Regions from separate parts of the Lactuca sativa genome. Here region 2 is linked to region 1. Evidence: chromatin contacts called from public Hi-C data. All regions are on one chromosome and are shown on one strand. The core of a region is the stretch at or near the end of the contact, and the rest is flanking DNA. Distances in the headings are between cores, read along the strand shown. Region 1 holds the start of LOC111898891 (adenine phosphoribosyltransferase 5). Region 2 holds the start of LOC111898912.

Region 1 (7,677 bases), core at 2,775-5,274:
ATTGGCCCACGGCAGAAAGTGACTGTAAAAAAAATGTTTCGGCCCATAACATTCACTATCATATGTATGATATGTGGTATTTTGGGGGGAATCACTAAGTTTTGTGCTTACGATTTCATGTTTAAATGTTTTTAGGTTTTCTTACATAAAAGAAAGAGCGTGGCTCGATTGCATCACATCCATTAGAGATTTCCGCACATAATAACTTCTTGATGATATCCTGATAAATGTTTTGAATCAAATGGTTTTATCTAGATATTTAAAGCTGTAATTCGAATAAATATTTTTTTTAAATCAAAATTTTATGTTTGAAATTTGGGATGTTATAGTTTTACCAATTTAGACATTAGTAATTGAGTTTAGAAGTTTCTAACTTTAATATCGGAAACCTCCTCCCTCCTTTTGTAATATTTTCTTTAATTTTATTAATAGAAAAATTCTAAATTTGAACATTCTTGTTCCCCGAGAGCTCGATACATTTATTTACCATCACTAAACTTTTAGACGATCGGGTTCACCACATGTGTGTGCTAGTTGAGTTGTGATAGATTAGGATTAATAAAACTTGATAAAAATTTTGTATAAAAAACACATCATCAGTCCATTTATCACATGTATGATTTCCAATGCTCTCCTTAAGGCGATTTTAAAGTTCTGAAGTTTAGAACTTGAAGCAAATCAAAAGGGGATGCAAGGGAAGAAAATAATCAAGCCATCTAAGTGAATCAAGGTACCTTCTTTCACCTCTAGTTAAGCCTCAATGTTCAACAATGGTGGAGGTCGAAGAAATTTACTAGAACTTTTTTCAAGTGCTTCGAATTTCCAAGTTTGATATTGTTATGAGTATCATGATCATGATTCTAAGCTTATTTTGATAAATATATGGTTGAATTCTTAAATTTGAAGAATATGAACTCAAACCCTAATTGGGTAAGTTGTTAGATAAGTGAAATTATTTCTTAATGAATCAAGACATAATTATGAGATACTCGTAGAGCTTAATTGATTTTGTTCACAGAAGTTTGGAATGAGAAATTCATATGATCAAGTGTATGATCATTTTAAATATGAGTTGGAATTAATCTCTTTATGGATTAAGACATGTTGTTAAGAGCTTAATGTGCTATTTGAATAAGTTTTGGCAAGGAGATTAATTAAACTGCACCAAGTGAAGGATAAAAGTCAAAGTAATAGACAATCTTCACTAACTAAATGAGATGAGTTTTATGAAGCTTTTTAACTAGGAGTATATAACTTAATGAATTAAGAACTTTTTTTAAAGATACTATTTATAAAGTTAAGTAATATACATGTTTATGTTTATGGGATTTTGAAATAAATAAGCCTATGTTATAAATTTTGGTAAATGACTCGTGTTATACATGGTTGACTTGAAATTACTTAATATTGTTATGATTAAATTGTAAAGCATGACATTGTATGTGATTGAATCTTGGAAAGAAAAATGTGATCATGCATCATCGAGTGAACTCCATAATAATGTAAAAGAAATGTAAAAGTCGGCTAGCCTATGATGTCCCACAAGGTGACTAATGAGACTCTGTTGGGAGAGTACCTTTCATCACGAAGCAGGATTCTTTGAACGATGAGGCCATAATATGATGATTTGTTTTCATGTGGTAGTCAACAACTACATTAGCACAAGGTGACTTTTTGGTCCTTATCGGACCCAAGGATATAAAACGAAAATGGAAATGACTAATGAAACGGAACGAAACCTGTAAGTTTGCATTGTGTGAAAACATGCATTGCATAGTTAGAAATCATTTTAAAGTTATTGAATTTTTTTGGGCAAATGACATAAAAGCCCTTAAGTTTTCACAAAAATATCGGTTTTACCATTGGACGTGTTTTAGGTCCAGTAAAACCGGATATTTTGTTTAATTTGCTCATTTATATACCTTTTTAGCCGGTTTCCAGGTAATTGGTCATACCGGTTACCTGATATCAGTAAAACCCTTGAGTTTTCAAAATTGTTCGTTTTTATCCTTAAATTTTCAAAATTATTTGGATTTATCAAATGTTTAAAATGTTTTAGGTCTAAACCTATATGACTCTGGATCGTATGCAAAAAACTAAAAACCGAAAAGATCAGCAACGAGGTTTTGAAGAGCCCGGACATAGTTTATATATCCACGGTTTTACTATGATTTTTGCCTACATCATAGCATCCCATATATGTCTTTTGGAAACAATAAAAAACGTTTTGTGTTTGTTCGTTGGGACCATATTTTGATAGATGTGCATAATGCCAGAAAATATTATAAAATGATAGTGCAAATTAAAACGTCGGCTGTTACAAGTAAATTGTTATTTTATATGGATTTAACATAAAGAAAAACGAAAAGTTTTCAACTTTGAAAATCAAACCCCAACAAAATCATAGTAAAAAATTACTTTTGGACTTCATTAAAATAATATAAACAATATTTACAGTTTTATAAAAACATCGGTACTAGATGCATAAACAAAATTGATTCAGAATTTGTAGGTTCAAATCAAATTTTGCATGTACGTACGGTTTGGTTTTATATTATTAGTTAAAAGTTAAATAAAATTGTTTATTCAAAAAATAGGTAGTCCTAACTTCTGTTCAAATCTAAGCCATCAACACTAGAAAAGGACTAGGTCACTTTTATGAACTGCGAGAGTGGAAACATAAAAGTCAATGGTTCAATTGTCTTTTGATACTATATTAGAAAATATTATCAGATTAAAATAAAAAGATTATTTAAATAAGTAAAATATTATCTCCTACTTACATTATAAAACTCTACGTGGTTATTATAAAGTACTATTTGCCAAGAACTTCATATCAGTAAAAGTATAAATATATTCATATAATTAAATTAATAACACAGTTTATATCTTATATCTTATAGATTTCTTTTTTGCTAGAATTTATGGTGTTCTCATATATCCTTTTCGTTCCCTATTTTTAGTGGTTAGACTTGACGTTTAATAAAAATATGTATTCTTTTTTTTTTTTTACAATTTAATTGTTTAATTATTAGTATTCAATTTGAACCTACCCATTATTTTATTTATAAAGTTTTGTACTTTATCTATTATCCAATATTATTAATCTATTATTAATAATACAAAATTACAATACAATATCTTGATTATAAAAACATACATACACGCATGCATGTGTTAAAAACAATTGATTTCTAAAAATCCAATAATTGAAAATTAAAATAAAATAAAATTTTACAAGCTATACTTCATGTTCTTACATCATTTATAAAGTCTAATAAGTTAAACAAATATAAAAGAAAATTTTCATGATAATCCTTATAAAAGCCAAGTGGGAATACAGCATTTATTTTGTCATTTATATGTCTGTGATAAAATATCTTTTAACTTATATTAGGAGATAGATGTTTTTTTGTTACATGTTAAATTCAATAATTTAGCTTATTAGGTTTATAGAATTCAAATATACCTACATTTTCAGAGAATGCAACATTCTCACAAAAGAAGTAAACTAAGATTGTGTTTGTATGTAGTTTTTAAGAACCTTTAATTCTAACTTTTTGAAAAAACTCAAAAAAAAATAATTTTTTCGTTCACCAAGCTTATAGTTTTTAGTTATACAAAAAAAAATCCAAAATCATTTCAAATAACATTTAACAAAAAGAAAACTCTTTTATAATTTTACAAACTGACTTAATTTTCATTTTTAAAATCAATGATATTTTTTAGATAAGTTTTTTATATAATTTTATATATTTTAAAATTTTTTAATTATTTTTATCAAACATTTATATACGTATAAAAGCTATAAGCTATAAAATATTTTTCCCAAAGAGCCTCTATTCAAATCAATTTTTTTACATACAGTTTTATTTTATGATTTTTTTTTTCTTTTGAATCTTTAACTTCAAGTACAAACACATTTTCACAAAATCCATTGCAATTAATAATTATTTTATAATAATTTGATTGAGAAGAAAGTACATGTTTAATTCGGTTATAAATAAGCGCACACAGGACATGCTTAGATAAGGAAGTGACCAACTGTTCCATTTTTCACTCGCCCCCTTCCTTCCATTTTCGCCGGAAAATTCTCTATTTACAGAGAGATGTTTGCAGAAGAAAATGGCTTACATGGAGACCCAAGGATAAAGGCCATTTCAGATGCCATAAGAGTCGTTCCTCACTTCCCTAAACCAGGTATTTTGCCTTGTTTTTTCACTCTGGCTTTTCGTCGAACAGGTTGTGTTCTGATTCGTCAACTCCATCTTTTCTTCAGGGATAATGTTTCAAGATATAACAACGCTGTTGTTAGATCAAAAGGCGTTCAAATACACCGTTGATATCTTTGTCGATCGTTACAGAGATAAGAAAATTTCAGTAGTTGCTGGTATTATTTCTGTTCACTCCTCTTATAAGCTTTCATGCATAGATTCTCTGTTAAACATGTGCTTCTTCCTTGTTTGGTTTCTCTGCAAAATTTAGGGAAAGGAATATGATACTCCACCAGTTCATCTTATTCTATTTGCATGAGTAGATCAGTGTGTCAGTTTGTGAGTAGTTTATTTCATGATTTTTGAATTCTTTTTCGATGATTTGGTTTCTGTCAATGACTATTATCCCAAAACATTTTTCCTTTCAATAAAATGTTCTGTGAAAGAGGAAAAATACATGCTCCAATTGCTGAAATTAGGGTTCTTAACATTTAGGAATTTGGTGGACCAATTTGTTGTTTCTCAGGTCGATATCTTAGAAGATGTTCATCTTTTCAAGAACACTGTTAAATCCAACATTGTGGCAACGATTTAACCTTTTCTGGATAATAAAATAAAAATAATAGAATATTTCATGTTTGATCTTTGACCTTTGTGGTCAAATCAATTAAATCAATTTAAACTTATCCAATCTGCCCCAAGATCCTAACTTTTTTTTTCCCTTGTGTATTTGTGGATTAAGTAATGTAAAGTTTTGTTATTTGAGGATTTAAACTTTAAAAGGGGTCTTTTATGTAAAAATTTCTCAACAATAAAATACAAACACTTTGTTCTAATAAAAATTTAACCTATTTTGGCTTGATATTATAGAGACAAAATATCATTAACATTATATGAAGTACATTTGGTAGCTCTTTTTATTATCTATTGTTCCTATTCATCCCCCCCCCCCCCCCCCCCCCCCCCCCCCCTTAGATTTTTTAAGAATGAATGATGTAATATGTGGGCCCCAGAACATATCACATGGATTGTTCATATCTAATATGAAATTAACATATCAATGCTGTCATTATGCGTGGATTAAATATTAACGACGTTTTTTTTAATGTGACAACTAACCTTGTTAGTTAGCTAAGATTTTTTAGAGACAAAAAATTTGCAATATCAATTACATCAATCACGACTAATCTATTGATTCATTATTGATTGATGACAAAACATAAGCTGAATTTATTAAAATATGGCCTTACAAATGAAAGCTCTGTTTATATATTTACTCTTTCGTATAATCATATTTTTATGGATGTTATTTGCAATTATTATCTTGAATAGCGATTAAAGAAAATTCAATAATAATACATAAAATATAGGAGTGGAAGCTAGAGGATTTATATTTGGCCCTCCAATTGCATTGGCTATTGGTGCTAAATTCGTTCCATTACGCAAACCAAAAAAATTGCCAGGTATGCAGTTAATCTTTTAGATTTTTAAAATTTTTTTTTTTTTAAAATATAATAACTTGACACCAATAATTCATCTACTATTCTTATACAAGATCGGCTTCTTATATATATATTATTATAAAGTTGTTAACTTTAGGGAAAATCTTGCCTTTTGCCCCTTGGTTCAAGGGTGATATTTTTGCCAAAAATGTATGGAAATTTGTGGTCCCCATAATTTAACTTTTTCCCTTTTTTATAAAACTAAAAATTAACTTTTTTTAACAAATCATATTCAATAAATCAATATTGATCTCATTTGGAAGAAGACATCTATTTTAGTTTTAAATGAGTATTTCATTACAAATAATTTTGTATGTATTTGATTATAAATTATAATAAAAAGTTGTAAATTGTACTTCCTATATAAATGTAAATTTAAAACAATCTTATATGTAAACCTAGTACTCTAGTATTGGTGGGACCCATTTATTTATTATTATTAGTATTATTATTTTATCAAACATAAAACAAGTTGTTTCTTATTCTTCTGTGTACCTGATTTACATCTGTCTGATATAACTCTAACCTGCTTCGAATTTTAGGTGAAGTTATATGTGAGTCATATGTGCTCGAGTACGGTACGGATTGTCTAGAGATGCATGTTGGGGCGGTGCAACCCGGGGAAAGCGTGTTGATTGTAGACGATCTAGTGGCCACAGGTGGGACCCTCTCGGCAGCCATAAGGCTTTTAGGTACATTTTTTATATTCAAAATAGCATCTTACTTTTACTTTTATCCCAATAATAAAAACACATTTTCAACATGTTTTTTTTTTTTCTAGAACGTGTTGGAGCCGAGGTTGTTGAATGTGCATGTGTAATTGGATTGCCACAAGTCAAGGTAATAAAATTTATTGTTCACTATTTTTTTTATATTCTTTTGTTCTACTTGAATTTAAAGTTACGTGTCAACAGGGTAATTGGAGGCTAAATGGAGTACCACTGTATGTTCTCGTGGAGCCTCGCCTAACCGACTTGGTACTTTTTTTTTTAGTAATGACCGAATTACCCTTGAGTAGTTTTTTTTTATGCTTGAATGTTATTTAAACAGGAATGTAGCTTGTGAGAGATGTTGAAGAAAATATTATTGGGAAAGCGTTTGGGGTTTTGGAGTTGTGGGGAGAGATGGAATTTGTGTATTTGTTGGGGACTCTTGAGGTCTTAAAACATCACTTGAGCTTTTCAGAAGTATTGGTTTTGTGGGGAGATGGTGGCATTGGTGTAATTGTTAGGGTTTTTTTTGGGGTTATTAGGGATTTTACCCGTTGGAAGATTAGCTTTATGGGTGCATTTTGTAGGTGGATACATTACTTTAATTGGATTCAGAAGTTGGATTATGAATATATGGTTTAGTGATTTCTTCATGAATCATCATTGGTTTTAACTTTTAATTGAATTCACAACTTTTTCTTCCATCATAAAAAATACCACAAAAGACTGATAATGATTGTGAATTAGCAAGATATGCATTTTACCTGATAAAAATCGCTTCGCAATTTTTGTTGTACTATTGTTTTAACTACTAACAATGATTGTACACATGGGGAATGATACTGCGATTGCTACCTTGTGGGAAAAATTAACCTTAAGTTGCACGTTGGTGTGTTGGCCCCATTTTTTACCCAATAATAATACTCGTTGAAACAATCTTTGAAAGGTTGTAAGTCTTCCACGATTTTCTCGTTACGACGTATTGAAAACATGCTATCATTAATATTCCAAATTCATGTGTTAAAGTCCACTACAACGGTCGCCCAATGACTATTGTTGTAGTTAATGAGAAGCAAAACATGTATAATAATATGAACATTATATTAAAAGATTCTAAATTACAAATAATTTAAGGTTTATATTATAAAAAAAAAAAAAAAAAAAAAAAAAGAAAAAAAAAAAAAGAAAAAAAAGAAGAGTACATGCCAAATCAAAGAGAAATTAAATAGCCTAATTAACATGCCAAATGAA
Region 2 (7,677 bases), core at 2,941-5,440, 490 kb before region 1:
GGGGTAGTGTGAACGGAGGTATTATACCAGTACTCCGCCCAAGACAACCATTTAACCCACTTAGTTGGCGAGTCACTAACAAAGCAATGCAAATAGGTCTCAAGACAACGATTAACGACTTCAGTCTGCCCGTCCGTTTGGGGGTGATAAGATGTGATACGCTTTAACGTAGTACCTTGCAAACGGAACAACTCCTTCCCGAATTGACTCATAAAAACTTTATCACGATCTGACATTATCAACTCGAGTACTCCATGTAAACGGACCACCTCTCATAGGAAAGTCGTAGCCACAGTTATAGCCGTGTACGGATGATTCAATGGGACAAATTGTGCATATTTACTGAGTTGATAAACTATGACCAAAATGACCGTGTAACCTTCTGACCTTGGTAACCCATCAATAAAGTCCATGGTTATCTCTGACCACACCGACGACGGTAATTCCAACGGTTGCAACAACCCTGCTGGTGCCATAGTTGAATACTTGTGCCGTTGACACACATCACATTCTGCCAATAATCTTGCGACATCGCCCCTCATACCTACCCAATAAACTTCTCTTGCTATCCTCTGATTTGTATTATGCAAAACCGAAATGACCTCCTATAACATCTCCATGGAACTCAGTAAACAATTTAGGAATCCACGGAGACCCTCACAACAACACCAGTCGATCATTAAAAAGCAATCGGTCATGTTTAACTGAGTAACCTAGTGGTAAATCTTCCCCATCAAAAAACCGCTGCTTAGCGGCCTGTATGTCTGGCTTGTTATCTAACGCCTTCCATAAGTCACTCCAATCAAAACGATTAGTAGTTGTTAACGTATTAAGTGTTGGAACAATATTTTTACGAGATAATGCATCAACAACATTGTTGCATTTACCTGGTTTGTACAAAATGTCAAAATTGTACCTCAATAATTTCGATAGCCACTTTTGATGGTCATCGGTCACCGTACGTTGTTCAAGGAGATACTTCAAACTCCTTTGATCCGTACGAACCACGAACTTGCGTCCTAGTAGGTAAGGATGCCACTTTTGGATGGCCATTACTACCGTCATTAATTCCCGCTCATAAACCGACTTGAGTCTTGCACGGCTTCCCAAAACATGGCTAAAGAAGGCTAGAGGTCGATTTTCCTGCATCAAAACATTCCCTACACCATACCCCGACGTGTCCGTCTCTACTTCAAAAACTTTAGTAAAATCCGGTAATGCAAAACCGGTACCCGAGTCATTGCAAATTGCAATTTCCGAAAAGCTTCTGTGGCTTCGGGGGTCCAACAAAAATTGTCTTTCTTCGACTGTTTGGTTAGTGGCCATACTATTTTCCTATATCCCTCTACAAACTTTCGGTAATAACCTGTGAGCCCTGAAAAACTGCGCAATTCCCGCAATGTTTTGGGGATCACCCAATCCATCATGGCTGTAATCTTAGCCGGGTCAGCAGATACTCCTTCCTTGGATATGATATGGCCTAAATAATCCACCGGTCGTTGTACGAAAGAACATTTTTTTTATTTTCATACAAGCTATTAGCACGCAATAAATCAAATACTTGTCGTAGATGCTATCCATGTTCCGTCTCGGTCTTACTATAAATTAAAATGTCATCGAAAAACACTAATACAAAGCGTCGCTAGAAAGGTTGGAATACCTTATCCATTAATGACTGGAAAGTTGTCGGGGTGTTACAATCCATAAAAATGTGATCTTGATCCTTCTATACCTTCCATGAAAGTGTCATGATGTCTTAATGGATTAAAAAGTTAAGGTTTTGGCTTTTGAACCTTTTCTAGACATGGAAAGTCATAAAGGTGGAAACTTTATAACTTAGAATAATGTTGTGGGACTAGATCTAAGTGTTGGATGAAATGACTTAAGAGATTAAGCACTTAATGGAAAAGTGCCTTTTGGTCGAGTATGTCGGGCGTACCTTCGAGTACGCTTACACGTACTTGTATGGGGTCCCGATTATGGATGATGAGTACGCCATGTGTATGAGCTGAGTATGCCATGGGTACGAGCTGAGTACGCTAAACGTACTCAGCCTGAAGTTGATATGTTGACTTTGACTTCTGTTGACCATTGACTTTTTGACCAAGTTTGACCTTGGGTCAAACTTGAGGGTTTTGGGTTATTAATTAAGATTTTATCTGGTTCTGGTATTAGTGGATTCACGGGTGCGAGCAGTGCAGAAAAGGGATCGTGTCATAGTGTTTCAGGGTTCTTCGATTCAGGTGAGTATTCTCCCAGTGCTCGTGAGTCGAAGGTGCCAATGCCGACTCACTAAATTATGTATGTAAGATGTTAGATGTCTTTGTGACTCTCGCATGTTTTTATGAGCATGTGTGGTAGAATAGTTATATTTGTGATGACCACCTGGGTCTAGCTGTTATTATTGTGTTATGATGTTTATATATGACTGAGACTGCTGATAGTCTCCAGTATTGCTGATAACCCACTGAGTGTGCTGTTAGCGTACTGGGACTGCTGATAGGATTCAGGGTTGCTGATAACCCATAGTTGTTTATTTGTGTTGTGTTGTGTGTGGTATTTTGGTGAACTTACTACGCTTTGTGCTTACGATTTGTGGTTTACATGTTTCAGGTTTTCTTATATTAAAGGAGAGGCATGGTTCGATTACATCACATCAATGAGGGACTTGTCTACTTGATAATTTTTAATGATACTCTGATAAATGTTTTAAGATCTTGCAGTTGTGAATTAAATAAATACTTAAAATTTTAATCAAAAAATTTGGATTGAAATTTGGGACGTTACAGCATAATACTTAACAAATTAGATTGTGTTGGATGTACTATTAAAAATGATTTTTTAGATTAAGAGTTAACTTATCAATACAACATTTTTTTTAAACTAGTTTATAAAGTACTAGTTTATAAGATATTACCGTGACTCATTAAGCATTAAATCGCATTAAAAAAATAAGCTAGTTTATGCATGATAAATAAATCCTATTGAGCTAAATCTAAATTACATGTTTAGTCCCTTTTCATGTTTTTGACACACATGGTCTCTTTGAATTTTTTTGGAATGATTGGTCCTTGTAGTTCATCTTATTTTATGTTTGATCTAAAGTTACCATATTATCCTTACTTTGATTTTTCATTAATCTTTAATATTATTTTCTTTTTTCTAATTTATAATAATACCTTATAGTTTAAAAACCACCCCTAAAATAGCCTGTGACTACCAACACCCATTTCTTCCTTCGTGTTACCACCCCTAACCCCTCAACACCACTTGATCATCCCCACTCCATCGGTAACACACCGATCTTCTTTTGCACCGTTTCCTTATCGTCCAACTCACAACCCCATCCCATTTTCTGATCATCGTTTGGTTGTAAAAAAAACTCAAACCCTTTCCTTAAGATCGGAGTCAATTCTAGAGATTATGAAATTGGTGTAGGGATAAACATATCCAAATGGGTATGAGAATATGATAAAATTGACACACTTTTTGATGAAAACACTAAGGAAATGAAGAACTCCATTTCCATGTAGCAATACCAACCATTTCCTTTAGCAAAAATAAGGGACAAAACCCCAAAATTTATAATTTTTTTGCCATATATAGAGGAAAAAATTCCAGTGACTTTCAATATGACCAGTTAACAACATGTTTTGAATCGAAATCTTAAAGAAAGGAGTTGTGAATTCAAGAAAATCAACAATGAGAAATCGTAAAGATTTCACTAAGTAATCTAGGTATGAGCATTGTTAAGGTCCCAATCTTTAAAGTCCTATGTAATTGAATATTGGTATACTTAACGTAAACGAAGAAAAAAAAACACTAATTGATCAAAGCATTAAACATGCCTAAAATTATATATTTATCCTCTTCATCCACCCTTACAAATCAAAATATAGTGTCTTTTGTAGAAAAAAAGAACACTAAAAAATATTAGAAAATGCTAAAGAAAATTACTATTTATGTAAGTTAAAGACTTAGGACCAAAGACCCAATAAAGTAAAACAGTATGTATCATTCGTATAAATAAAAAAGACTAAACTTATAACATTTTATAAACTGAGGGACCATTTGTATAACTTAAGTGTAAACTCTTCCAGACGCACGCGCGTCCATTGAAGCGAGTGAAACCGCAAGTACATAAACTTTTCTGCTTCCCAACAAACAACCTCCTCTCATTACAACGGTCGCCAATTCGTTCCCCCTCCCAAAAAACCTCCATCTCCATCTCCGATTCTCTCTCGTTATTCTGCCATTTTTCATCACTCACTTGTGTTTGACCCCCAAAGTAGCTAGGGTTTCTTTATTGCCAAGATCATTAAAACACACACAGGCATACATATGATGGAGATAATGTCGAACTTCGATCACGATAATCGAAATCCAAGGGTTTTGATGCACAACGCACTCATTGTTCGACGCTTATCGTTTTCATATCACAAGCTTCCTAAACAGCTTCTCAAGTTATCTGTTCTGAAATTAGATGGTTCTTCCTTTGGTAAACTTTCGATTCTTCTGTTATCTCGTAATATAATCTGTTTTCACGCTCAATTTCAGTTGTTTAAGTTCTGATTTCTTTTCTTTGACTATTTAGGCGTCGAGGTTTCTATGAATGCTACCGTAGCAGATCTTAAACTCGTATTAGAGGAGTTTTTTCGCTTCTTGCCTAAGGAGAAGAGATGCATTGTTTCCTGGTAAGATGCGTATATTTTCGTATTGAAGATCGATCGATGTTGTTACTTGTTACAGATTCATATTTTGGTGCAATTGGCATTAACACGCTATAACTTTTAACTTATAAAACAGTTTTTTCCTTGATTGCAATGAACTCGTATAAGCTTTTACGTTGAATTTCATTCCCTTGACCACGAATCTAGGTCAAACTGTAACTTTTTTTTTTCAACTATAAAGATCAATTTCTAAAAGTGATACTTCAAACTAAACTGATTTCTTGAATGAGACAGCAAAGGAAACAGTTAGACTTGAAAATGGCAGGATCAACACATGTGAAGACTGATTTGGAATTCAATTATTTGTTGAATTCTACAATTGTTAAATAGAACCAGACTGTTCCTTTTGGTTTATCTGAAAAGTAAACTATTTATTAACATCTCAAGAAACTTCAATGATATCAGGTCACATGTATGGGGGCATTTTTGTCTGTGCTATAAAGGCCAAAAGCTGTTGAATGATAAAGCTTATATAAGAAGACTTGGAATCAAAGATGGTGATCAGGTTATCTATTATCCCATATCATATCCTTCAATTTAATATACCCATGCTCTTATAAATAAACGTGCTCTAAATTTTTTGTCATTGATACATTCAGATTAAATTTGTACGACATGTTACAATCAACTATCGACCAACAAGACAACAAATGATCAAGAACCAAAGTGATGAGTTGAAACAACCTTCAATGTATGAATCAATCACTTCATTCCCATTATATTTTAAAAATATTTGTTGCCTGTTTTGCAACTAAAATGTTGTTTTTTTTTTTTTTAATTTTCAGATCAAGTGATGATGCCAGAAACTGTGATTCTATTGAAGAAGATGAAGAAGGGGAGTCGATGTTCATTCATGGCTCTAAAGTGGCAAACTTCTTGAAAGGTTGGTTTTCATACAGGAAATTTCGTAATAGTATTGTATGATAATGATTCAAATAGGCAGTTGATTTTTTTTTAGAATGTTGTAAATTTAGGAATTAAGATGGTGGATCAGCCTTTTTTTTGGAATATACTTTTAAAATCAACGATTTAAGAGTTAGTATTGCGAGTTTATAACCAAATAAAGATTTGATTACCTAATATATAAATTGATTTTGGAAACGTGTTTCATCTTTTTCTCTTTGAGTACCAAAAATGACAAAAAAAACCACTTTTTATTATTAATAAGTTTAACATGAGAGACGAATTTTATGACTAGTTTTTAAAAGTTAAATCCATCAATTTTACTTGGGAGATTTTTGTTTTTACATGTTTTTAAAAATAAGTTTTAACATATAGACAAGTTTAAAGTCACATTTTTTCAGAAGTTGACTACTTTTGAAATTCAAAAAATGATTGTTTGCATGACTAAAAAGTTTTAAATGTCATTAATTTGTTTAAACAAATTTTTAAATGTATATAATTTGTATTCGTCATCTAATGTTAGACTTTCTCTACGGGAATACTTGTAATCTCTCTTGCATTGTAACATCATTGGACATTAGTGAATCTCATTGGTTTGATTGGAATTTGGATGGAATGGAATTACAATGTAATGGAATGGACTTTGGTTGGATGGAATGGAATGTAATAACAAGGGAATAGAGTTGATAGAGCAATGAAATGGACGAGGTAAATAACATTCATTTGTAACCTTAGGTTACTGTTACTTTCATTGAATGAAATGAGTAATTTTTTTTATTATTTTTTTTTTTAATTTTTTTTGAAACAACAAATCTAGTTACTTCTAATTTCACCTTTGTCTCAAGTAAAGAAGGAGGGCACCATTTAATATCACAATGGACAATGGCTAGAAACCCTTTGGTAATCTGAGTTTAATTGATATGAAAAGATGAGTGAATGAAAAGAAATTAATTACCAATAATAAAAATACACTTGTAACACATAATGTTACAATATTTATTACATCATCCAGACAAAAATATATGGTATTTTCTAGTGTAATAAATGGGTATTCAATAAATTGAATTACAACTAGTACACTAAATAAGTCATATAAATATGGTGTTGTAATAAAACACTTTAAAAGTTTATCTCAGAAAAATATATGAATGTCTATCAAAAAAAAAAAGTTGTTCATATCATAATGTTCGCAACTTAAAAAATGTAAAATCAAAAAATTACACATACATAACATCAAACAACATTGTCGAGCACAAATCTAAATTTGTCATCATCGATTGTAAAGAAGATTATCATCATTTAAATTGCTTGTATTTTTTCACGTCTATTCCGTTCAAGTCGAGCTATAAGCACAAATAGGAGTAAAAGCTTTTAACATTAAACACAAAAAAGTATCGAATATCCAAGTAAACATGAAGCAACCAAGTAACAACAATGTTAATAAGAAACTATGATGATGATTACTAAAAAAAATATGGAAACAAAACGATTGGTGTACACGCAAACAGGCATGCTTAAGAAACTTATTTAATTTTGTTTATGCTAAGTGTATGTTTGGGAGAAATAATTGTTAGCAAGAAGCTGTAATATTTATTTGTAAGAAAGTGTTTTGAAAAATGTAGTTGTAATCTTTTGAAATATGCAAAAATTAAAAAAAACATAAAAGTTAAAATCTCATAAAATTTTTCAAAAGCTACTTGAACTGTTTTTTGGATTATAAATTCTTTGTTTTGAAATAGACTTTTTCAACTCATGCTTCCAAATGAAACTTTTTGTTTTTTTAATGCGAGATTGATTTCAAAAGCTAAAAACTCCAAACACTTGTTGCCAAAACATACAAAAATGGAGATGCTTGTTGTTTTGGTTAATTCACATGTATGTTAGGGACAAAGACAACTAGCCATTTTATTTTGGAAACCTAAATAGTTATAATTTAGAAAATAGTAACCAAGCCTTGATGCCCAATAATTTGATTATCAAGATTATTTTCTAACCTCAATCCTCTGAGTGAATATAATTTGCACCACAATGAGGATATACAATA

What was found. Hi-C and Micro-C count contacts between places; a contact is called where the count stands out from the background.
Region 2: a contact with region 1 is called in a Hi-C map of seed, with 6 times the contacts expected there. The contact joins the promoter of LOC111898912 here to the promoter of LOC111898891 in region 1. A contact is called at or near these places in 2 of 4 Hi-C or Micro-C datasets (leaf and seed).

Annotation. Positions count from the first base shown.
Region 1 is chr4:152,612,155-152,619,831 of Lsat_Salinas_v11, reverse strand. It overlaps LOC111898891 (adenine phosphoribosyltransferase 5), which reads left to right and starts at 4,024. Exons shown (of 7, transcript XM_023894780.3): 1 at 4,024-4,200; 2 at 4,280-4,390; 3 at 5,585-5,677; 4 at 6,259-6,408; 5 at 6,498-6,556; 6 at 6,631-6,693; 7 at 6,767-7,086. The coding sequence starts at 4,110. The coding sequence ends at 6,781.
Region 2 is chr4:153,102,926-153,110,602 of Lsat_Salinas_v11, reverse strand. LOC111898912 reads left to right here and starts at 4,190. Exons shown (of 5, transcript XM_023894800.3): 1 at 4,190-4,498; 2 at 4,595-4,694; 3 at 5,136-5,235; 4 at 5,330-5,421; 5 at 5,516-5,818. The coding sequence starts at 4,342. The coding sequence ends at 5,654.